Regions from separate parts of the Mus musculus genome. Here regions 2, 3, 4, 5, 6 and 7 are each linked to region 1. A link is a contact called in public HiCAR-type, HiChIP or PLAC-seq, Micro-C and promoter capture Hi-C data. All regions are on one chromosome and are shown on one strand. The core of a region is the stretch at or near the end of the contact, and the rest is flanking DNA. Distances in the headings are between cores, read along the strand shown.

Evidence for each region. Promoter capture Hi-C pulls out the DNA fragments that hold promoters and counts their contacts. Hi-C and Micro-C count contacts between places; a contact is called where the count stands out from the background. HiCAR-type assays count read pairs that join an accessible place to other places. HiChIP or PLAC-seq counts read pairs in DNA pulled down with a chosen protein or histone mark.
Region 2: an H3K4me3 HiChIP or PLAC-seq map of neural tube shows a contact between it and region 1, with 6 times the contacts expected there. The contact joins the enhancer-like site here to the promoter of Ndnf in region 1. A contact is called at or near these places in 12 of 39 promoter capture datasets (the 3T3-L1 cell line, 3T3-L1-derived adipocytes, the HPC-7 cell line and 7 more), 1 of 484 Hi-C or Micro-C datasets (nephron progenitors), 11 of 115 datasets of contacts at active chromatin or transcription factors (CD8 T cells, bone marrow-derived macrophages, differentiating embryonic stem cells and 8 more) and 1 of 9 other capture datasets (embryonic stem cells).
Region 3: a HiCAR-type map of astrocytes shows a contact between it and region 1, with 7 times the contacts expected there. The contact joins the enhancer-like site here to the promoter of Ndnf in region 1. A contact is called at or near these places in 8 of 39 promoter capture datasets (the HPC-7 cell line, HPC-7-derived erythroid cells, cranial neural crest and 4 more), 1 of 484 Hi-C or Micro-C datasets (nephron progenitors) and 12 of 115 datasets of contacts at active chromatin or transcription factors (CD8 T cells, astrocytes, bone marrow-derived macrophages and 9 more).
Region 4: a promoter capture Hi-C map of hippocampal neurons shows a contact between it and region 1, with 23 times the contacts expected there. The contact joins the promoter of 2610300M13Rik here to the promoter of Ndnf in region 1. A contact is called at or near these places in 17 of 39 promoter capture datasets (the 3T3-L1 cell line, 3T3-L1-derived adipocytes, the HPC-7 cell line and 11 more), 2 of 484 Hi-C or Micro-C datasets (embryonic fibroblasts and embryonic stem cells), 11 of 115 datasets of contacts at active chromatin or transcription factors (bone marrow-derived macrophages, embryonic forebrain, embryonic hindbrain and 7 more) and 2 of 9 other capture datasets (embryonic stem cells and macrophages).
Region 5: a contact with region 1 is called in a promoter capture Hi-C map of the 3T3-L1 cell line, with 6 times the contacts expected there. The contact joins the enhancer-like site here to the promoter of Ndnf in region 1. A contact is called at or near these places in 8 of 39 promoter capture datasets (the 3T3-L1 cell line, cranial neural crest, embryonic stem cells and 5 more) and 1 of 9 other capture datasets (embryonic stem cells).
Region 6: a contact with region 1 is called in a promoter capture Hi-C map of second pharyngeal arch cranial neural crest. The contact joins the enhancer-like site here to the promoter of Ndnf in region 1. A contact is called at or near these places in 11 of 39 promoter capture datasets (the 3T3-L1 cell line, 3T3-L1-derived adipocytes, cranial neural crest and 8 more), 4 of 115 datasets of contacts at active chromatin or transcription factors (bone marrow-derived macrophages, craniofacial prominence, embryonic limb bud and 1 more) and 1 of 9 other capture datasets (embryonic stem cells).
Region 7: a contact with region 1 is called in a Micro-C map of embryonic stem cells, with 8 times the contacts expected there. The contact joins the promoter of Atoh1 here to the promoter of Ndnf in region 1. A contact is called at or near these places in 2 of 39 promoter capture datasets (both in embryonic stem cells), 6 of 484 Hi-C or Micro-C datasets (all in embryonic stem cells), 2 of 115 datasets of contacts at active chromatin or transcription factors (both in embryonic stem cells) and 1 of 9 other capture datasets (embryonic stem cells).

What each region holds. Positions count from the first base shown.
Region 1 is chr6:65,669,854-65,672,936 of GRCm38.p6, reverse strand. It overlaps Ndnf (neuron-derived neurotrophic factor), which reads right to left and starts at 1,326. Exons shown (of 4, transcript NM_172399.3): 1 at 836-1,326. It overlaps Gm36144 (a long non-coding RNA gene), which reads left to right and starts at 1,690. Exons shown (of 2, transcript XR_869148.1): 1 at 1,690-2,078.
Region 2 is chr6:66,426,985-66,430,244 of GRCm38.p6, reverse strand. No RefSeq gene overlaps it. Among named protein-coding and RNA genes, the nearest start is that of 2610300M13Rik, 38 kb to the left of the region's middle. Within about 2 kb of position 1,729, at least 7 of the 459 cell types and tissues checked have an H3K27ac peak or open chromatin away from gene starts, as enhancers often do. A contact at or near this core is called in embryonic limb bud and neural tube, where this site is marked.
Region 3 is chr6:66,397,634-66,400,720 of GRCm38.p6, reverse strand. No RefSeq gene overlaps it. Among named protein-coding and RNA genes, the nearest start is that of 2610300M13Rik, 67 kb to the left of the region's middle. Within about 2 kb of position 1,375, at least 44 of the 459 cell types and tissues checked have an H3K27ac peak or open chromatin away from gene starts, as enhancers often do. A contact at or near this core is called in astrocytes, embryonic forebrain, neural tube and 1 more, where this site is marked.
Region 4 is chr6:66,464,994-66,468,126 of GRCm38.p6, reverse strand. It overlaps 2610300M13Rik (a long non-coding RNA gene), which reads left to right and starts at 1,644. Exons shown (of 3, transcript XR_869151.1): 1 at 1,644-1,723; 2 at 2,362-2,616.
Region 5 is chr6:66,223,641-66,227,111 of GRCm38.p6, reverse strand. The region is part of intron 2 of Gm36408 (a long non-coding RNA gene); the gene reads left to right. Among named protein-coding and RNA genes, the nearest start is that of Gm36408, 47 kb to the left of the region's middle. Within about 2 kb of position 2,166, at least 45 of the 459 cell types and tissues checked have an H3K27ac peak or open chromatin away from gene starts, as enhancers often do.
Region 6 is chr6:66,267,040-66,270,162 of GRCm38.p6, reverse strand. All of the region lies in intron 1 of Gm36408 (a long non-coding RNA gene), which reads left to right. Among named protein-coding and RNA genes, the nearest start is that of Gm36408, 3.8 kb to the left of the region's middle. Within about 2 kb of position 1,637, at least 7 of the 459 cell types and tissues checked have an H3K27ac peak or open chromatin away from gene starts, as enhancers often do. A contact at or near this core is called in second pharyngeal arch cranial neural crest, where this site is marked.
Region 7 is chr6:64,727,462-64,730,735 of GRCm38.p6, reverse strand. Atoh1 (atonal bHLH transcription factor 1) reads right to left here and starts at 1,611. Exons shown (of 1, transcript NM_007500.5): 1 at 1-1,611. The coding sequence starts at 1,413. The coding sequence ends at 358. Gm35851 (a long non-coding RNA gene) reads left to right here and starts at 1,875. Exons shown (of 3, transcript XR_377731.4): 1 at 1,875-2,175.

The sequences.
Region 1 (3,083 bases), core at 77-2,576:
GCGAAGCGCCCGCCAGGGAAGAGCGGAGCGGGTCTGTAAGCTAGCGCTTTAACTCCGCAGGCTCCCTGCCCGCGCGACAAGGAGAAAGGTGGCTCGGACTAGAGAGCTCCGGCCGGCACACACACACTGGAGAGGTCACCACACAGGGTGGCCGCTGTGGTGGAAGGAGGGTGTCCGGACCTCCGTAGCTACTCTGCTAAGCTTCGGAAAGTATGAGCGGGACCTAGACCACCCAGCTTAGGGAAGTTTCTCTAAGGATGCTGGTCTGCGTGGCAGAGGACAAATGAGGAGAAAGCGCGGGGTCGCTGGGCTAGTCCCAGAAGATTCCTTCCACCGCCGAGCAGCCACCGTCTGCATGGAGCCCACCTCCGTGCTCCACTCCGCGAGTCCTGTAAGCTTCGCAGACCCACGCTAGTGCCCCCGAACACCTCCCGCCCCAACACCCAGTCCCGCAGAACTAGCACATATGGAGGACTTTGAACCCGGGGAGAGAAGCAAGAGCCCACCGCCAACCGGCCAAAGTCAGTGTCTAGTCAGGGCTAGGATAAAGCGGGCGGTTCCGGGGTTCCACTCCAGCCCGATGCAGCGTGTCCACCTCCCCAGCACTGCCGCTGTCTGCCCACCAAATACATCAGAGACCCAGCCACAGACCGACCAACTCAGTGAGAGCTGCCCACGTCCGTGTTCTAGAGAGTCTCTGGTCGCTCCTTTCCCTGTGTGAGGATGCACCTCAACCCCGACCATAAACCAGCCCTTAGATGCAAATGCAGTCGGGCCAGGTCCGCACCGGCGCAAGAAGGCGCCCGGGGAGGTGAGATTCGATCTTGCTCCTTACCTTAAAGAATTTGTTTTTTCTAGTGGGAAGAAGAAAGTTTGGTTGGTTTTTTTTTTCTTCTTCCCGGGGGGTGTGTGGTGCGGAAAAAGCCCAGGTCCGGGGATCCTACCAAGATGTCAAATACCAGGATCCACGAACCGAGGGGACGTGCACGCTAGGGCAAATGTAATGCCCAAGTGTCCCAACTTTGTGGCGGGCGCTGCAAACTTCCAACACAAGCAGAAGGCCGGCGACACGCAGCCGCAGAAGTTGCTGCGAAGTGGCGCAGACGGCGGCGCCGGCCCGGGGGTCTCAGGACAGCGCTGGTCAGTGCGGGCGCTGGGTGGCGGGAGGATACTGAACGCGCCCGTGGAGCTGGCACTGCCGGACGACTGGCTCGCTAAACGCCGGCGCGGGCTGCAGAGACAGAGCCCCGTGCACCAGCCACAGAGGCGGCGGCTCATACGCGGCTCGCTAAGCTCTGCTCTCTCGCCGCTCCGGGCAAGGAGTGTGCGCTGGCTCCTGGTGTCACTGCAGAGCTTGAGCCTCTGCCCCTCCCAGCCCGCCCGCCGCTGCCCGCTGCCCCGCCTTCCTCTGCCCGCCGCTCCCCCTTCGTGCCTCGCGCCCTCTCTCCCGCTGCGCGCCAGCGTGCAACACACACACACACACACACACACACACACACGCACGCACACACACATACACACACACACACACACACACACACACACACACGTTCCTTTGCTGCCTCTCTCGCGCATACATTCCGGTCCAACGACCAAGTACTCCTCACACAAGACCCTCGTGGGGTTGCAGTCTGGTGGGGGTTGGGGGGGTGGGGGGTGGTGTCACAGGACACATTGCTTTCTTTAGGTCCCTGCCACCGGGGATGGGGAGAGGGGTGGGAGGGCGCCTTTGAGACCCCCAACAATGATGCACGACTAGACGCGCACGGGGGACCATCTCAGTGTCCAGAAGCCGGGGAGCACAATGGAGAGGAACTCTGAGCTTGGTTAGTGATCTGGAGTGTTCAGTTGGAAGACTGGAGGTTGGAGGAAGCGAGCGAGCGAGCAAGCAAGCGTAGAAGGCGACTCTCGCAGACCGCCTGCCCCAGCCTTCACTCTGGAGCGTTTGCCTCTGCAAATTCAGCCTCTGGGGCTTGAAACTCAGCAGCTGTTTTAACAATTGAAAAAAAAATGACCCTACAGGACCAGTGAGGCCCAGCAAAACTTGGAAATCCATTAAGGCTGACTAGGTAATTATGGTAAGAACTTGCTTAATTAGCAACCTGGCCTGAGCCTGGGTGTGTGTATGGGTATGGAGTAATATTTAGAAATCTCATTTTCGTGACTGAGAATCTAGACTAGCAAGTCTCTTTTCCCTTCCTTCCTTCCTTCCTTCCTTCCTTCCTTCCTTCCTTCCTTCCTTCCTTTCTTTCTTTCTTTCTTTCTTTCTTTCTTTCTTCAGACTCTGGCTTTTAGGGAATCAAGTTCTAAGAATATACTACACAGGATTCATTAATAGTGTCTGTATTGAAAACATGAAAACACTTATCTACTTCCATTGTCACCAAAGCAAAGATAAGATGAAATTCAACCTTATCGAACCCTCATTTATAACTATAAGCTTTCTGTTAAATGCCTTTGAAAAGCAAGCATCTTGCAGACAGCAGTTCAGCCCACTTTCCAAAGTTCTGCTGCTAGGGGGTCCACTACTACTCTAGGTGGGTTTGTTAAATGCTTCCATGCTGTGACATAGTTTAGTAAACGCCATAAAAGGCTTAGAAGGTGCTGGGATACAGATTTCAGTGCAGAACTCTGGAGTATGGTGGAGTCCAGGCAAATAAGGATGGAGGAGGGGAAGGAGGAGAGCACTCTGCAGAGAAGTAAATGAAGAGGCTGAAACTTGTCAGAGTACGTGGGTGCCCTGGGAACAGGGAGAAGTTAGGTGTGGCTGCATTGCAGGTGCAGTGAGCAAGGCCTCCCACCCCAGGCTCCAGGCTCAGGGAGGCAGAACTTCTGAAAGTTACTGTTGTTTGGAAAATGATTAAAGTTGTTAAGAGGAAGCAGATCATAAGGTTGGTGTCATTGGGTACACATTTAGAAAGGTCACTCTGATACCTCTTAGGAAGACAAATAAGAGTGACTTAATAGTGAGGAAACTTCTGCAAGGTAGAAACAAAAGTAGGTCTCAACCAATGAAGCTGAGTGGCTGGGGCCATTTCAGATACATTTAGAATTTGCTGACAGGGGGTTAGTAAGCCTTATAG
Region 2 (3,260 bases), core at 480-2,979, 760 kb before region 1:
TCAACCTGTAAGAGTAAAATCTTATATTATATGTTCTCCCATATGTATTCTTCTTGTGATTTGAGACTTATATATCATCTTTTAAAAACTATTGCCTCACTATGTGCATCTAACCTTACTATGTGCTTCTAAAATCAAAATTGATATCCAGAAGTTGTTTGTTTTTTATTCTCTGCTGTTTAATAACTCTCTCATAATAGCAAGACTATATCTGCTGTTATTAGTGACTGAATAAAAAAGTATGGCAACCCCAAAATGCTCAAGTCTCCCCAGACTGTGCCACACAGCTCTGCCACTGTGTCCTTTTGAACCTCACAGTCCCAACATAAGCTGAGAAGTCATTCCAGAATCTTGAGGACAATTCCTTTGAAACATTTGCTTTCAGAGTCCAGAATTTAACTGCAAATCCCCAAGTGAAAGATATGTTTGGAATGTGTTGGATCCACTTCATGGTCACATCTTTTGTTGAGCCATGTAGCCAAATGAGACTCATGGGTTTTTCTGCAGTATGTGTCTTTGGAAGTTCATTTATCCAGTAACTGAGCTGAAGTTATTACTTGCCATGATTTCTACTTTACCTTCTATGATCCTTTATTGGGCTCTTAATTTACATATGAAGTGTAGAAATGCAATACATGGGCAGAATGCCTCTATAGTGTGATGACAAAATTAAGAAGAGAAAGAGAGAAAACACTTCCAAGTGAGCAAGTAGTGTCAAAGACTTTAGATGTTTTTATTCAGTTCTTTGAAATCCTGAAGACTCATTTCATGTTTAAGCCATGAAGGAAGACTGAATGCAGATCAAAGAGAAATTTAATGCCAGACTCCTTTATAATTTGACCATGAGAAGCAGTATTTAAAAAGCAGTACATTTGTTGTCAAGGATTGCAATTTGACCAAAATTATGGAACTTTATTGTCCTCTTCAAAGACTGCCTCATCTGTTCATGTTCATGCTAATGTGCTTTCTCATAAGTCAAAGCTGACTATGCCCAGATAAAGCCAGTCTCATAGAAGAATGATCAACAATTCATATTTTACAAAATGGTTTTGGAACATACAGGGCGACTTCTTATCCCTCAAAATTCCCTTTGGCTCTATTCTTGCAGCCAGTGCTGGAGGTATGTGGCAAGGCTGCATTGTGTAAATGTCACTCCTTCCTGGTCTGGAAAGGGCACTCATGACACTCAGGTCATAGGCTTCTCTTCAGCTAGGAAGTCCTCTCTATGCTTTAGAACTCATCCAAGATTTTGACAAGGTAACTTGGAATTTATGAAACTGTTTCTAATTACAACAATTATTTCTTTACTATCTAACATCTCTACTCTAAGTAATAAGAGTGCTTATGTGAGAGTACTCTCTCTCATGTGAGAGCTGTCTGTTGGGTACTGAACTTGCAAAGTAGGTGGTGATGAAGTGTGTTCTGCTGTTTTCAAGTAATGCTTCATTTACAGCCTCTTTCAGAATAAAAAGCTCAGCAAATACTCTGTGGTCCCCAGCAATTGATGGATTGGGGATGATGCCTCAAACCTTGGGTTCCTGCAGATTTGATTACATGGCATGCCCTGGAGCTTTAAATCACCACTGCTCTGACCTGCAGCTGAGTATGTAACAGAATTGCCTAATTAGTGCTTAGCTCAGAGCGGTGTATGGCTTTAGGCATCACACATAACTTGCCATTTATGTGGCAAGAATCAGCAGAGCTCAGTCTGGAATGTGTGAAGCTGCTGACAAACGAACAGCCCCGCATGCCACAGAATGTGGAGTAGAAGACCTGGTCATCTCTGGCAGGGAGGATGAGGTAATGGCCTTCCAACCTAAATAAAACACGGCAAGAGTTTGAAGCTCATTGCTTTCCAAGGTAGCAGATTACTTCATCTCTATGCTTCAGTTTTTCTCCTTGGGGAGACTTTATTTTCTTTAATTATTCTATCTGAACAACAAGAGTATTGATTCTTTGGGGAATACATGCAGTGAAGACAAAGTTAAATAGCTTTCTTATGATGCATTTCTTCTTGAGTAAATATCTTGGGAGGGGTATAGTGCCAGGCAGACTTCTTGTTATGACTCCAGAGTCACAACAAGAATTTCATCAGAAAAGTCTACATGTAGGTACAATGTCACCTTCCTAGAGAGGTGACATCCTTCTGTACTTTCCTTGTGTTCCTGACTCTTGTGATTTTTTTCCAGCTCCATTGGCTACCTTATCTTTCCTTTAAAGTGACAGATGGCAGGGGAAGATAACTGTGAGCCCTGAGCCCATGTACTACATTCTGACTTATAACCAAAACTCATAAATCAAACCCAGTTACTTTTCTTCTGATATTTGCCAGTTACTCCTCCTGCTAAATTCCAAGGACAAAGAAGAAACCTACTTCAGAAAGCCTTATTTACCATTTCTCAGAGGCAAATGTTCCAGTATTGCTGTGAGCGCCATGCTGCTGTATTGATGGAAACTCGATCACTGCTCAATTTGTTCTTATTTGAGTAATGGCTGATTGCCTGCACACATGACAAATATATGTTATACATTATTAAAATGTAAAGCTTCATCAGAGACTGTTGTTACCAAGTAATCTCATTATGGACTTTAAATAGATGCTCTATCATAAATTCAAGATTTTTGCCTCACAAAAACGAACACTATTAAAGAGGACTATTAAAGAGGACAAGTATGACATAGTATTACCAGAGGATCCAGCAATACCTCTCCTGGGCATATATCCAGAAGATGCCCCAACTGGTAAGAAGAACACATGCTCCACTATGTTCATAGCAGTCTTATTTATAATAGCCAGAAGCTGGAAAGAACCCAGATGCCCCTCAACAGAGGAATGGATACAGAAAATGTGGTACATCTACACAATGGAGTACTACTCAGCTATTAAAAAGAATGAATTTATGAAATTCCTAGCCAAATGGATGGACCTGGAGGGCATCATCCTGAGTGAGGTAACACATTCACAAAGGAACTCACACAATATGTACTCACTGATAAGTGGATATTAGCCCCAAACCTAGGATACCCAAGATATAAGATACAATTTCCTAAACACATGAAACTCAAGAAAAATGAAGACTGAAGTGTGGACACTATGCCCCTCCTTAGAAGTGGGAACAAAACACCCTTGGAAGGAGTTACAGAGACAAAGTTTGGAGCTGAGATGAAAGGATGGACCATGTAGAGACTTCCATATCCAGGGATCCATCCCATAATCAGCATCCAAACGCTGACACCATTGCATACACTAGCAAGATTTT
Region 3 (3,087 bases), core at 126-2,625, 730 kb before region 1:
CTGCAGTATATTGCTGATACCTACTCAGATAGCTTTGTGACATAACTCCCAACGTTTACTGCAGAGGTAAGTATGCCAAATCATAAAGGAACATTAATAGACATCAAGAGGAAATAAAGGAATGTAGCCTTCATTTTTAGCAGAACATTTAAAATCTTGCAGTTCCTTTCCTTTAAAGAATTAGTGCAAGTTGATTATCATTAATTTAATTCTTTTAAACCAGAAAAATGACTATCGAACAATTACAAGGACAACCAAAAGCAAGAAAATTGATCATTAAAATTTAAATATATGTCGCAGCATTTTCACCTAATTAATTTTGTTTCTGCTTATACTTTCCTAAGGAGATTCTTGTTAAGAATAACATTCAACAGTAGAGAGAAGTAGATGTGGTTGAGGAGCTGAGTAAATGCCTATATTATATATACTCACTCTCTTTTCTACATCTTGACTCAAGTTTGTTTTCATCTTCTATGATACATACCTGCCTCCTAACTGTATAAGGTTCTTCTCTTCTAGAATCTTGGTTTCTGCAGGGCATGATAATATAGGTGCAAAAATATGATTTATACCCTATGAAAATGTATTTTCACTTTCTTGATGTGTTTAAATACCACATTTAGTATTTCTTCATCTAGAAAAGATTGGAGATCTGTTTTGAAACTTTATTCCATGATGCTGTCTATGAAACAGACCTAGAGATGTCATTGTTACCCTTAGAAATGATTGGTAGATACACGTTAGCAAAATCTAGATAAGGGTAGCCTAGGTAGTGAATAAGCCATGTTAAATTCTATTGTAATTGCCTTTAGCACCATTATAAAATAGTTTAACTCTTCATCCCATCCATGTACCAAGAGGAAGCACTGTGAAGGATGGAGAAACATATATGGCAATATTTATTTTTCTATGTTGTGCCAATGGTGAACGCTCCTTTTCTTCAACAGGGTCAACCTCCCATGGGGTGATAAAAGAAAGCTCACTGTTGCTCCTCTGGAGTAATCTTTCCAACACCCAGAAATTTTAGCTGAATTTGTTGTGTCTACTGGCACTGGCAGAAATGCCAGTGACCCTCTTAGCAGGAGGCAGTTGCTCCCTTCCCATCAGTCCCACACAACATTGCATCCATCTCAAACAGCCATTAGACGTTTTACTGTGTGCTTACTTGCTCAATTTTGTTTTGCTGGGAAAGTAGCATAATAGAGGAAGTGCATCAAGGCAGAAAGGGGTAGATTTGCCAAAAGAAGAGGGAGGGCAAGCTAACGAAATAGATGTGGAAATTGAAAGAGATGGAATGTTTTAGAAAATGGGCAGAACAAAGGAGCTAATGTGACCCATGCCCCCAGTGAAGGCTGTGTCTGCAATAATGAGGTTCTGTTGTTGTGTATTCAGCCTTCTCAATGGAAGCGCCCAGGGTCCAGAATGGGGGTGGGTGGGCCAGTGTTGAAGGGGAACAATTTCCCGTAGCCAAGTCTATGACCTCAGACTGCCAAAGAACCATTGTGCAGAGCCACAGTTCCAAGTGCTGAAAACAAGAGACAGTTCCCTATACAAGGCAGGGCATGATGGAAAACTTTTTTCTTTTGAAAGACAATACAATGAAGTAAGCTTGTCATTTAATGTTTAAAGTTGATGTATACATCAAGACAGTAAGAAAACAGGTACAAGAGATCTCTAAGAGATGGGAGAAACTATGAGTCTCCATCCCACTGAAAGAGCTTGTTGGATTAAAAATTGTAGTACTAGATGAACGTTTTCTCTTAGTTTGGCTGGCGTTTCTTAACTGTGGCTGTCACCATGTCACCCACAGCAGCAGCAGGAAGTCTGTCCAGCCATCTCTTGATTCCCTTCACAGAGATGATAGACAGTTTTTTGGCTCCTGTAACTGTCAGCAGAGTTGATCACAGCTCCTACCAGAAGACCCAGTGAAATCTGGAGTTTTGCTCTGGAAGACCCACCACATCCTTACTTTGACATCTTGAGTCCCCGGAAATTTGATAATGAAAGTAGTATTGAAGAAAAGGTGGAGTGTTTCTTTAATTTGAAGATAATGCAGAGACCATAGTAAACAATCAGTTCAAGATGAAAGTTTTACTTACCACAAGTCCAGTTGCAAAGGAGCACGCAGACTTGTGGCCCAGAATTGCATTCAGGGTAGACAGCATTGCATGATTCTCTAGTGCATTTGTAAAATAGGTTAATTAAAAAGCCTTTGCTATACCAAGAGGCCTCTCTTCCAGGTGATGGCCGACTAGGCCATCTTCTGCTACATATGCAGTTAGAGATATGAGCTCTGGGGGTACTGGTTAGTTCATATGTTGTTCAACCTATAGGGTTGCAGACCCCTTCAGCTCCTTGGGTGCTTTCTCTAGCTAATAAAAATAAATAAAATTTAAAAAGCCTTTGCTACAAAAGAAAATAAAATCAACAGACAAACAAAAAACTGCAGTGCACTTCTTACTGAGATAGATGGACTCCTGTCTACCAGCCTCAGAAGTTACATTCATACAATTTCTTTTAAAGCTACCATACTCCAGATTTCTGTAGTTCTGGGTGACTTTAGTGTGATAGTCAAGAATAAGGACTCAACTACACAGTCTAGATGGAATTACTAGCTTTGTAACAATAAGGACTTGGCTCAATTGCTAGGATTATAATTTGACATGCCGTAAGTACTTAGTTGGTTTCTATGGAGATATAACTTAAAATCCAGTAACTTAAATAAGGATGTTTAGAGGTCTCATTTGCTATTTGGCTGTAATTCTTCATATTATTTACTAATCTTAAGTGGGGAAGCAATTTAAAGCCAGGGTTATGTTTTATTTTTCTCTTCATGTTTACCTCTTAACATGTTACCTGACACTTAGAAGTAGTAGTAGATGAACCTTTGCTGAGGGAACAAAGAACATAAAACTTGTTTTCTACTTGGATTTATATTTCAATGATGGGTATGCTTTGGAAAGAACCAACAGAGTTCTGGGAGTCTTTAGGCACAGTTTCAAAAAATAAACTTGGCTTGAAAGCTTCGAAAAACCTCAAATGAACCTTTCAACACACCAGCCACTGTGATCTCCTTTAATCTAACAC
Region 4 (3,133 bases), core at 395-2,894, 790 kb before region 1:
AATCCCAAACTTAATTTTAGTTTTCCCAGGCTGTCTTTAAAGTTGATGTATAAATGAACATGACTTTGATCTTCTGACCTTCCTTCTCCCATCTCCCAAATTCTGGGATTACAGGCATTGCACACTCTGTCTGTGTAGAACTGGGGAAGGAACCCAGTGTTCATTCATGCTTGGCAAGTAGTCTACCATCTCAGCTACATCCTGGGCCCCACAAACATTTTAATGGCCTATTAAATTTTATCTGTACATATACATCAATCTTCCTTTACATTATGGACTGTAACATATTTGCCTTTATATATAGTTTTGGTGGGTTAGGAGAACACAGGAAAGTCTAAATTTAATTAAATAATCAATAACTGTGTATTGTGTACAGTCCAGGAGAACACATGCATTGAGCTAACAGCAAAATAAGCAGGTAACTAAGAATGTGAGGAGATATAAAGTTAATTTTCATGTTGTATTTTACAATTTGAATATTGTCACTCCATTACTTGCCAGCATTTCAAAGGTATTGTTACTATACTGTGCTATCTATAACTAATCAAGAAGTGACAGTAAACACACACAGCTCATAGAAGAGCTTCAGTTGACGTGTGTGCTGCTGCAGCTCTGATACTAAATAGTAAGACTGTCTAAATACATTATCAGAACTTTTGCCTACTTTTTCTCAGTTAAAAAGATATCCAGTTGTCTAAAACCTCTCAAAAATAACTTTCACGTTGTTATTCTCAGAATGAACATTTAGAAATGTTTGCAAAATGTATGATTATTTTTCGATCTAATGAACTTATTTTTTTCAAAACTGGCGATGGAACTCTGTACCTTGTGTGTACCAAGCAGCACAGTACCACTGAGATGCACTCTTCCTAAGCTAGAATATATGGAAATAGAACTTTCAGTTCATCTTTGTGTTCCTAGAACAGGGCAAATTCTGTTTGGTTCACCCAGAAACTGTGTTTCTACCAGGAAATGCTCATCAAAGACTTATAATTATGAATTTTAGATTCTTCAGTTGAAACAGAGAGTTGAGACTATTTTCCTGGATATATGCGGAAAAACAATAAGTGTTTTTTTTATAACGAAACATTGTAAGGACAAGGGCTAAGCTACTTTGGAAGTTGTGCTTATTCAACAATGGTAAGAAGGCTGTAGTTTTAATTTGTTTCAGTAGATGGCACTAGGGTCTCAAGTAAAAACTCAGTTTTAGGAAAAACAAAAAAAAAATGTCTTTACTATTTAAAACAAAGCAGATGTCATAAAAATCCATGGGACTATTATATGAATAATCACATACGTACAAACAAGTGGAAATTAAATATTCATCAGATATCTTGCTTCAGCTTTCTTAACCCTAAACAATTGTGGAAGATTAGATAGATTGAAGAGAGAAATAAACACAAACTTGAAGATTATAGTTCCGCAGAAAAGTCTCCAGGATGTTTTTAGTTACAGTTTCCTTGCAAGATTTATTTCTTTAAAATATTTTAAAGAATCACATTATTTTCTCCTTTTCTAGTTGTACTCACTAGCTGTTCACAACTTGGACACGGAAGAAAGCCTAGAAGATCTCTACCTAGAATTCACAAAACAAAGCAAGCACATACACGTTGTTTGAAAAGATTCCCTCCTTAGAAGCCTTGGCTCTTTTTGTGAACATTGTTAGGATCTACTCAGTGGAGAGAGCTGTAGTTTTATTCCTTCTGATATCTGAGACCAACAAGTAAGTGTTCACCCTGGAAGTCTCTCATTTTCTTTGACTGTTTCTTATTTTTTATACAAAGACTCACCATGTAGCCCAGGCTAGCCTAGAACATAAGATCTCTTCTGTCTCTTTCCTTAGTGTTGGGACTCCTTGATTTAAAACAATTACCCTTTATTTCTATCTCTTCTTATAGAAAACTGGGTATCTTGGATGTAGTGTTTGCAACTCTTTATTACAATCACTCTTTATCTTTTCCTAGGCTCAATGATTATTACCAGCTGGTTAAAATACAGTGTTTGTAAAACAAACCAGTATTTCCTTGTATACTTTAAAAGTATGATTATATTATATAAACATATTACAACTATTCTCATTTTCTTTAACCAGATAGAAGTTAATGATTAGAGAAATCCACATCTCTACTTAAAAAGTTTTAAAATACTATGAGAGGATATTGATGTAGAGAAAATTTTCATGGAAAATGTATGACATAATAATTACACAGTAATAAAAATATAGGAGCATAAAGACAAAAGAAGTACTGAGATTTTAATTCTGTGATTACACAATTGTGTTTTTACAAGGAGCTAAAACTGTTTGGCTTCAATAGTGTAACTTCCCAAAAGTCACTTTGTTGTGATGTCCCCAAATTCCAGAGCTTTCTCTTTGCCCTCACCCAATCCGACTCACTGGCTCATCTTTGGCTTTTGTGTGGTGTCTTCACTGAGTAAAGCCACGACAGAGGAATGGAACCACAGTCTCCTCCTGAGTCCACATCGTCCCCAGTGCAAACACGTGTTGCAAAGGATTTCAGTTTTACTATTGCAGTCAGTAGAGAAACCAACTGGGGATAAGTTTGAAGGACGTGCTGCTGATCTTAGATGCCTTCTTGAAGTCAACCACATAAGCAGGTAAGTTTTTATGCTCCTTTCGAGTAACTAAGTTTTTCTTTCTTTTTTCTTTTTTTCCATTTTACTTTGTTTTGAAGGGACACAGGGTTATGAGTCAGCGCTTTTAAGAGTCAGGAAGGAACCAATAGAAAAAGAGGATTCCCTGCTCTCTGCCTGTTTGATGGGACTTTATTACTGGAGTTTGCCACATGGCAGCAGTTACCTTAAGGTGGAATTTGGAGATGGCAGTGGAGAGCAGGGAGAAGCAGCACAGAGCATTGAAACGCCATAGAACCCGCACAGATGCAGGCTGGGATGCTTTTACAAAACATTGTTTCTGACGGAAAGTTCGACTTTGCCCCCTCCCCCTTAAATTACAGCAACAGATACAGGGAAGATTATTGTAAGATTATTATTGAAAAGGTTTGCCTGTTCTGTCAGTGTCCCTGAGTGTTAGTGTGGCTTTAATCCCTTACTAGCTATGTGGTAGTGTGAATGAATTTCTTTTTACCTTTTTTATTTTAAAAATAAAAACAAA
Region 5 (3,471 bases), core at 917-3,416, 550 kb before region 1:
CTTAAAAAATTTGCAATAAATAAAGATATATGCATATATTTAAAATTATTTATATTATATAAAACAAGCACTGTGAATACCAAAATATGGCTATCATAGTGATACCACTTAATGATTATTTTTTTCAGTTATTCATTCAAGGCGACATTTTCTGTGTATCCATGGCAAAAATTTTGCATACTCTACATTCAAGCAAAGGAAGATTTCATATAATAGAAACTGCTCTGGGAACCATAATCCTAGTCACTATTTTAATATTTAGTCAGTATTACTTAGTTCTTACCTGATTCTTAATATCCCCGATGCATCTTGATGCTCAATGATGAGTCATTGAATCTTTCTTCCCCTCTAGAGAGGTTACAAAGTAAATTGTTAAAGTAAATTGTATTGCCAGTGTTTTCATAATGCCATCCCACCTTTCTTTCATCTATATTGGTTCTGACCTGAAATTCACTATGGTTACTTCTTATACAACTTTAAAGAGAGGGATTTGGGATTTTAGGTTTCTGCCAAAGAGGCATTTACTATTATTTAGTAGTCAGGTAACCCATTCTTGGTTGGTTAACAAGGTATTTTCATACCTTTATATGCCTCACCTATTGCTTGCTGTACTTTACCACTGACTCTTGGATCTGCATTAGAAGAAGAGATGTAGAAGAGCCCACACTTTGCTTTCTATTTTCCTGCCAATGACTTTTCATAATAAAAATAAATACAGTCTTTCTACTATCATGGTTTTTAAATTTCTGTGTGGGGACTAGAGTCTCAAAAGAAAACAGAACTCCAAAAAGGAAAAAAAAAATCGTTCAATGAGAAGCAAATCATATGACTCCCTGCTTAACCTGTAGAGAATTTGTGCAAAGCTTCAAAGGCTTTACTTTGAAAAGAAATTATATGTAAAATTATGTTTACAAATCTGATGTGGATCAAGGATTATGTCCGGAAGACAAAAAGTCTGTCTTCAAAACAACAACAAATTTAAAGTTAGAACTCAGGTGCTTTCTATTACAAAATGTGCTGGCATACTTCATAACAAAAAACCCCAAATGAATTACCTTTGGTGAGTTTATTAAAAATGTATAGGGATTGTAAGAGATATAATATGGCCTGGAAATGATGACAAGGTACTTTTAAAATCATTTTCTCTTTTCAGAGTATAGTCAGCCAAACTGAAATTAGAAAATAATAAAAAAAAAAATTGGAGGGGGCGGTAAACAAACAAGCAAACAAACAAACAAAATTGAACAAACGTGCCACTAACTTGCAATTTTATGCTTTAGCAATGGATGATAACATAGATGCTAGAGTGTAGCTTGTTGCACAAGTCTGTCAGGGTGCTGGAAAGAGCCACAGGTCACTGCAGGAAGAAATTCTGAACTCAGCTGTTTAGAGTACTTGTTGCTCTTTCAGGGGACCTGGGTGTGACCATGATACATACATGGAGGTTCACAATCATCCATAACTGTTCCAGGGAGCTCAACACCCTCTTGGCCTCTATAGGCACCAAGCACACATGTGGTGCACACACACACATGCAGGCAAGATGCTCAAACATAGAAAATAAATCTTAAAAAATAACTTCTTCAGCATCATTAAAAGACATAACTAAATCACAAGGTTTAGACAAAGCATTAAACAAATGTTAAAGTGATTTTATGACTACTGCAAAAATATCAAAATATCAAAATATCTCAGTTCCTCCAGCACCATGTCCACCTGTGTGCCACCATGTTTCCTACCATGATGACAATGAGCTAAACCTGTAAGCCAGCCCCAATAAATACTTTCCTTTATAAGAGTTGTCATAGTCATGGCATCACTTCACAACAATAGGCCATCGACTAAGACATTGGCCCAGGCAAATTCTTCTTCATCTAATACAGCCTCAAGGAGCCAAGAGGCTGGACACCTTTGCCTCAAAGATTTGAGTGCAACATTCTGCCTTCCTCTCATCTTGCTTCTAACAAAGTCTGGCTTGACACAAATCTTCCCACAAACACAGAAAGGATCTGCTGTGTCTGCTTTTTTTTTTTTTTTTTTTCATTTTTCTTTTGCTTCTCCTCCTGAGTAATGGTCATCCTTTTCTGTTGTCCTCCAGTCCCTGTTATTTCTGGGGACCTGAGCTGGTATAGCCATGTGTCTCTTAATGAGTCATATGAGAAATCCCCTAAGCATTGTTTCCCATTGGCTCAGGCCAGAAAGCCCTGACTAGGTGAAGCACAGGGAGTTAGAGAACTCAGTTTTCAAGGTCTAGTGCATTTAGATCTATCACATCCACCCGAACCACACTGTGAGTGGCTTTCATTGCTCCTTTCAAAGCTTTTCAAGTTCAAGCAGTTCAGGTGCTGTGTATTCCCTGACTCACATAGTTTCTCACATCAGGCTGTGCATAAGACTGCAGGTTGAGTTGTGGATTTTCCCATTTGTGTTAGAGGTCAGGCCTGAGGTGGGTATCTGCTTTCACTTCACCAAGTTCTCTTCCTCTAGACTCTCCAGTTCTTCCCCTGAGTACCACGGTTTTGGATCCCAGGAAGGGCTCTCAGGCACAAATCTAATTTTCACTCTCTTTCCCTTATGCCCTGCCAATTGTAAGAACACAGCAAGCCAGAGCCTCCATCTCATGCTCCTCTTTTTCCACATTTCTTGCCAAATCAGGGGCTAAGGCACTGAGCAGCATCTGTATGTCCTTTCCCCGTTGTAATTCCTCCCTTATGCAGGCAGGCAATTTCTTTCTGGGAACAGAGCCAAGTCTCAGTTGCATGTCTTATTGCCCACAACAAAGGCCACACAACTGTCACCACAGCCTGCTTATGATCCCATCCCCTCTGTGCTACAGTCAGGGATTGCAACATAGTCTCTAGCTCCTTGGTCCCATACACACATGGCAGCCCCTCTTAAACAAGAAGCCATGTCACCCCACATCATATAGACGAAGGCATTATTAACCCTAGGCTTTCCTTCTCAGATGCTCTACTTTGAGAGATTGGCCTTGGGTGCCTGGCCTGTCACCCATCTCATAAGACATGCAACCACCACTAAGAAAAGGGGGTACACTATTTGATGCCAAATGGCAAGAGGTAGCCATATTGGGTTTGTCCCGGCAGATGGTACATACACAGATCAGTGTCATACCTCATAATCCGTGGTGGGGGCAACACAATTGCTTATCCTTAGTTTGTTTTGGTTCTGTTACTTCTGTCTAGCTATCAGTTGTGTTTTAGGCTTTTCTTGGGGCCGCATGAACCAGTTCACTACCCGATGATAGTCCGTACAAATGATTCTTCCAAGTGTAGCTTAGTGAAGTAGTGAGTTTATTGGGGTTTCTTACAGCAACATTGATCACTCAAAGGAAGCCTGCTGCAGTGTGGGTGATGGTCCACAAAGACCCTGTTCCTGGACTCTGCACAGCTTGCAGGCAGGTTGGCCATCTTCTCAGCACAGGTGCCTGCTTCTATAATCATGAGTAGGGTC
Region 6 (3,123 bases), core at 388-2,887, 600 kb before region 1:
ACATACTTCAAACCTCTTCCACTTTTGCTGTCTTTATCTACGATACCATCACATCCCCTGACTATTGTGAAAGACTACTAAGCAACCTCTACAGCTTTTTTCTTTTATAAAACATTCATTTTTGTATAATCATCAAAATGAGATTTAAAATTTATAAATCCTTTATAGATCCCACAAGTGTTTGTAACATACCTGAAGTAAAAGGCAAACTCAAGTATCCTTCAGAGTGCTTTCCAGACTATCCATTACCATTTTTGCTCTTATCTTCTTCACTGCTCGAAATGAAGTCCACATCTGGTTTAGAGACATATGTAGCATTTATCATATAACATGCTGTAGCATTTCTGATCATTGTTGAATTCCTGTGACAAAGTCTAGCTCTTGAGCATTTCAGGAAAACAAACAAACAAACAAACAAACAAAGACAGAAAAGGTCCTAATGTGAATGCTTAAACCAATGCCAAGTGTTTGTGGGTATTGTTTTGTTTTGTTTTGTTTTGTTTTACGTTTGGAGATAAATGATTGGAAGTCATTCTAATGTGCACTTAAAAAAAATCCAAGGATAGATAAATTGGAACTGGATTTTTTTTTTTGACAAGCCATTAAAAGACAGGTTTTAGAAAATCAGTTAAAAAAAAAATAGCTTGGTGGCAGCATGGCCCCAAACAGAATCATGTCCTCAGGGGGCAGAACAGGCTCTTCCTCACTGCTGTTGGATCTCCAGTTCTGCCTCTCTTCATGCTGCATAAATGGTTCCACTTCTCTTTGTCTCCTATCTCTCCACCACATACTTATACACGGTAGTGATGCCCAGTGGGCAGGCCTCTGACTGACTTCTGCCCACCTATCACCCTAGGAATATTGTATTTTGGTATCACTTATACCATCTCAGCAAGAGAAAAAGCCCAAGTCCTGTTTTATTCTTTTTTAAAATTGAAAATAGATTATTTTATACAATATATTCGGATCATGATTTCTATTCTCCAAGTCCTCACAGATCCTCCCCATCTTCCCACACACTTAATCCACACCCTTTCTTTCTCTCTAACATTATTAAATATTAGGCTTCATAAATAAATAAATAAATAAATAAATAAATAAATAAATAAATAAATAAATAAATAAATTCAAAATAGACCAAAGCAAGGAAATAAACAAGAAAGAGGTCAATGATAAAACACATGAAACATATACAAAAACAGATACACACTTATGCACACACAGACAAAACCCTTTTTAATGAATATTCCTTTCGACCCATGTGAATTAAGTCAGAATGGTTTAGGGTAACAGAAATCCAAATTTCTTAACTTTCAAGTCTTATATTGAAATAATTGAAATTCAAAAGATTTTTTTTGCTGCTGTTTAGAGAACTGTGAGCTTGTAGAGGGTTAAACTCACTTTTCACATTCAAGCATAACATATGTATTCTATAACATTTAAGGTACTAGTAAAAATTCCCCAAAGTGTTCTGTAATGTTGAGACAAATAATGTGGCCATTCAGACTTTCTAACACTGAAAATATGAATAAGCTTTTCCCACTGCTAATGTGAAACAGCTGCTGTCTATCCCACACCCATTTACAATTTTCTTCTGAATAGACTTTAACAAAATTACACGTGTGCTGTTTATTGTAGATGAAGTTGGGGAGGTTTGAGGCTGAATACGTTAGGGAAAGACTGTGTTAATGCTGGGCACACATAGTTCCGATGGTGAGGACAGAGCAGGCTGATGAAACCCTGAAGTATCATAAGTCAGAAAAGCATATGTTTGTCCCATTCCAACCATGTTTAGAATGAGCCTGTAACTGCCTCTCAGTTTGTCTCTTGTATTTGACAATCTAATCACAGTGTTGTAGTTTTATTCCTGCAGCATCTTAATTCTTCTTCAAACATGGTCCAGTTTTATATGGAAGAACTTAGTCTAGCCATAATGCAAATTCTGCAACATTGAGATTTGGGAAAAATAAACACCTCCTTGCCTTTTATCTTCCTTGCTTCGATTTATTTCTCTGTGTACATTTTCTTTCCCAACTCAAGGACGCAGAGAAAATAGCATGAAGTAAATGAACAGTGTGCTGTTGTGGCTTTTCTTGTCCTCAACTGTATCTCTCCAGATCTTTGTACAACTTATGCTTTTGCTTTGTCAGTATAGAAATACATACATTGGTCTTGATTCATAAACCTTTATTATGTTAGATTTTTTAAAATGATCAAGACACAAAATATAAAGGAAAATTGCATAACATCAAGCAATCTTAGAAATTTAGATTGATCAATTTGAAAACTCAAACTGAAATGTTTTGAGGTTTTTAATGCAGCATAAAATAAAACCAAGAACATACTTTTGCCTTGGTGGATGATCAAGTTAAGCTGAGAGTGGACTAAGACTGTATACTTACTCAGTTCTCTCAGTACTGGTGATACTTGGGTTTCACCCAGAATCCTCTCAGTACTCTGACCTATCTTGACTCTATTACAAGGTACCAGAAGGAAGAATATGAATTATTATTTATTATAACAGTTTACTAAAAACTCAGAATTATACACATCTAAAAATTTTTTGATATACAGATAATTGGGCTGTCAAAATGGCTCTGCAGATAAAGTTTGCTCTGCTTAGCAAACTGAGTTCTATCCGTGGGATCCACAAAGTAGAAGGTGAGAATTGACTCCTATAAGTTTTCTCACCCCATATGCATTATTTGCTCCCCTAAATAACCAGCTGTAATTTGAATGAACAAATATACAAACAAGTTTATTCTTGTCTAGAAGAAGGTTTCTTAGAAGCAGCAGAGTCAAGGAGCCTTCATTGCTGCTGATATCACTCTGCTGTAGCACTGTTCCTCATCCACACCACACCATCCTCCTTCAGCAGTTAGGAGACAAAACCCCAAGTGGGGGACCACTCTGCAGAAGAAACCAGAAAATTTAAGCAGAGTCTTCAAAGACCCAAATGGTCATGGTGAAACTAGGCTGGGACAGAGAGATCATGTGAAAGAGATAAACTATGCAGAAAAGGATCAGGGTTGCTGGGTGCGAGCACAGGAACTCTTACCAAAGCAATCAACAAGAATAATTCTATCTCTGAAAAAATGGATGTCAACTGAGTTAATTTTTTTC
Region 7 (3,274 bases), core at 362-2,861, 940 kb after region 1:
TTGACTAACTCCCTTATTTGTGAGTGAGCGCAACACGCAAGGATGAACTCCCAAGGTATAAAATAAGTGAAACCCAGACCAGAGGCAGAGATACGACATTTTAGCAGCATATTGGCAGCATGGACCATGAAACGATGCCACGTAAAGGTACATATAATGATACAGTATCTACATACAGAGGAAGGAGAAGGTAGGAGGAAGGGGATTGGAAGAGCTGCAGCCGTCCGAAGTCAAGTCGTTGCTAACAACGATCACCACAGACCAAAAATTAAAGGGTGCAGGGATATTTGTCACGGGGCTTCCCGCGCGCTAGGAAGGGCATTTGGTTGTCTCAGTTTTCAGGGAGCTGTTGCCTTCCTAACTGGCCTCATCAGAGTCACTGTAATGAGAGTGGGGGGAAAACTCTCCGTCACTTCTGTGGGATCTGGGAGATGTTTTGCTGTTGTCCTCCTGTACAGGCTGCAGGATGCCCCCGGGCAGCGAAGGCGACAGGTCCTTCTGTGCCATCATCGCTGTTAGGGCCCTGTCCTCGAAGGCTGGGAAGTGCAAAGCGTCCAGCTGCACCGAGTAACCCCCAGAGGAAGCTGGGCCTGAGAAGCGAGTCCGGCAAGGCCCGGGCGGGGTAGGTCTCGGGCCCCCTCCCGGGGCTGGCTGAGCCCCAGCTACCGCAGAGGCGCCCGCACCTCCTTCATAGGAGGAGGCGGTGCGAAGGTGATGGTGGTCATTTTTGCAGGAAGCTGTGGGCGGCGGCGGTTGCTCTCCGACATTGGGAGTCTGCAGCAACTCCGACAGAGCGTTGATGTAGATCTGGGCCATCTGTAGGGTCTCATATTTGGACAGCTTCTTGTCGTTGTTGAAGGACGGGATAACGTTGCGCAGCTGGTCGAAGGCGTGGTTCAGCCCGTGCATCCTGCGCCGTTCCCTTGCGTTTGCTGCCAGCCTCCTTTGCTTCTGTACCCCATTCACCTGTTTGCTGGAAGGGGCTCGCTGGCGGCTGCAGCCAAGCTCGTCCACTACAACCCCACCCTTCAGCTTGCACAGCTGTTCCCGTACTTTGACGGGCCCGGGGCTCTTGCTGAGGCCGCCACAGCCGCTTCTCCTTACCAGCTCACCCTGGCTGTCAGCCTCGTCCCGGGGCGCCGCGGCCTCGGAGGCACCCAGCTCGGGAGAATGCAGCAGATACTGGGCGGCGCGTGCCGTGCAGAGGCCCTGCAAAGTGGGAGTCAGCCAGGCGCGTGGGTCGGTGCTATCCAGGAGGGACAGTTCTGCCGGGTAGACGGGAAGGTCTCTCGCCTGCAGGGTAGCAGGTGGCTGTGGCGTCAGCGGCGGGACGTGGTGCGGCTGGGGATGGCGATGGTGGTCCCCCAACTCTTTTACCTCAGCCCACTCTTCTGCATGCAGCAGGCGGGACATCGCACTGCAATGGCTCGGAGGTGCCGTGTTAGAGGAGGTGCTGGCAACCCAGTTCAACGAAGGGGATAAGCCCCGAACAACAACAACAAAAACCTTCCTAGTCTCTTCTGCAAGGTCTGATTTTTTTTCCTTCCTCCTCTGACCCTCCCCCTCTCACTCGGAGATCGCACACCAGGTCGCGTGCAACGAAGCTTCTCCGGTTGCTGAAGGCGCTGCGCCCCTTTAAAAAGCGGCACGCGCCAGTGTATCTCCCCCGGCTCCCCTCCCAGCCCCCTCCTTGCGCCAGTCGCGTGTCTGCCCAGTCAAAGAAGGGGGCGGGCAGGCGCGTGCGAGGAGCCAATCAAAGAGTTTTTACACCCAGTGAAAAGTTACTGTGTGCCGAGGAGTTCAGCTCTGGCTCTGGAAAAAAAAAAAAAAAGAAAAAAAAATTCCCCCTTGTCCCTCTAGTCAGTTCTGGAAATTCATATGTTAATTGTGGGGCTGTAATTCGACTCCTGAGGGTGTCACCTCCCAGGCGACCTGAGTGAGGGGAATGGGGGGTGGGAGGGGAGAAGAAGCGGGCTCCCGGCTGGTGTCCTAGCGGCCCCAGCTCAGATGAGACCCAGGGTAGGCGGCTCCCGGCCAAGCTGGACGCGCCTAGAGCCTTCGGGGCACCAACTGGAGTAGCCCGCCTGGCCTGAGATCCCTCCAAGCCTGGATCACAGCTCTCAAGAAACTCGTAAAATCGCCCATGTGCAATGTGACAGAAATACATATAGAGAGGTGTGTATATAGCTCTTACCTATTGCACATTTAATTTGTAGAAGTGTTAAGTGGCGTCTAATCAAAAATCAGAACAAGGTGAAAACCATTCGCTTCTGGGAACGTATTTCTTAATTTTGACTTTGTCTGCATCTCTTGGTCCACATAGTACTTGGATTTTTTTTCATGTAGTCTTTTTTTTTTTTAATGGAAAGTAAAGCTGCGGTATAGTTATGACATACCAAAATCGGGATTGCCCCAGGAGCCTTTGAGCGTGTTTCTTAGAGCCCGTTAGGGTCTCAGTCTGCAAAAGCCCTTCGCGGAGGATATCGCGCTACGCTGAGCTATCGCAAGGGATCATGCAAACAGTTTCAAAACTCACAGCGTAGGACTCATAAACGCAGAGCCACAGGAGGCTGCCGGAATTAGTGCAAAAGGTCTTTGGGTTCTTTGTGATTCTGGGCATTTTGAAACTGCTGCCTCGGGAGGCCCCGGTTTACTAGTGCGCGTGGCTTCTTGCGCAAACGCCCAGAAACCACAGTCAAACCCACCTGTCCCGCTCTGTTTAGTTAGGGTGTTCACTCCCTCTATAAACCGCTCCCCTCCTACCTCTTTAGCCCTCCGCCTGGTAGTTTACCACAAAGAGCCAATCAGAAACTTCCTGGCTCGGGACACGCCCCAGCTTGCTCCTAGTGCTCTCCAGTTTGGGCTTTCTTCGTCCCTGGGGCACCAGAGTGGGTGGCAACTGTGGCTGGTGCTTTCGATTTTCAGGGTGGTTGCTACTCTAGGAGGACTTTCGTCTTCCGGCAGATGGTACCGCAGAAAGCTCCCTGGAACCTGTCTTTGCAGGGTCCAGTGCCGTTGAAATGTTCCGCTAGCAGGGACCTGATCCAACCTGCCATCTGGAGCTCCTTGTGCGAAGGATTTCAGCGGCTGGAGTAAACTAGTGTTTATATCTCACAAGATAGAGAAGGACAGAAGAGAGTTCAAAGTTATCGTCAGACTTCACCTGTTTCTCTATTTCCAGTGTGCCCATTTGCTACTGTATAAAGAACAGTTCCGGGCCTTCCAATGCTGACAGAAAGATCAGAGGAGCCCTTTTCTTAAAGAGTGTAAGCTC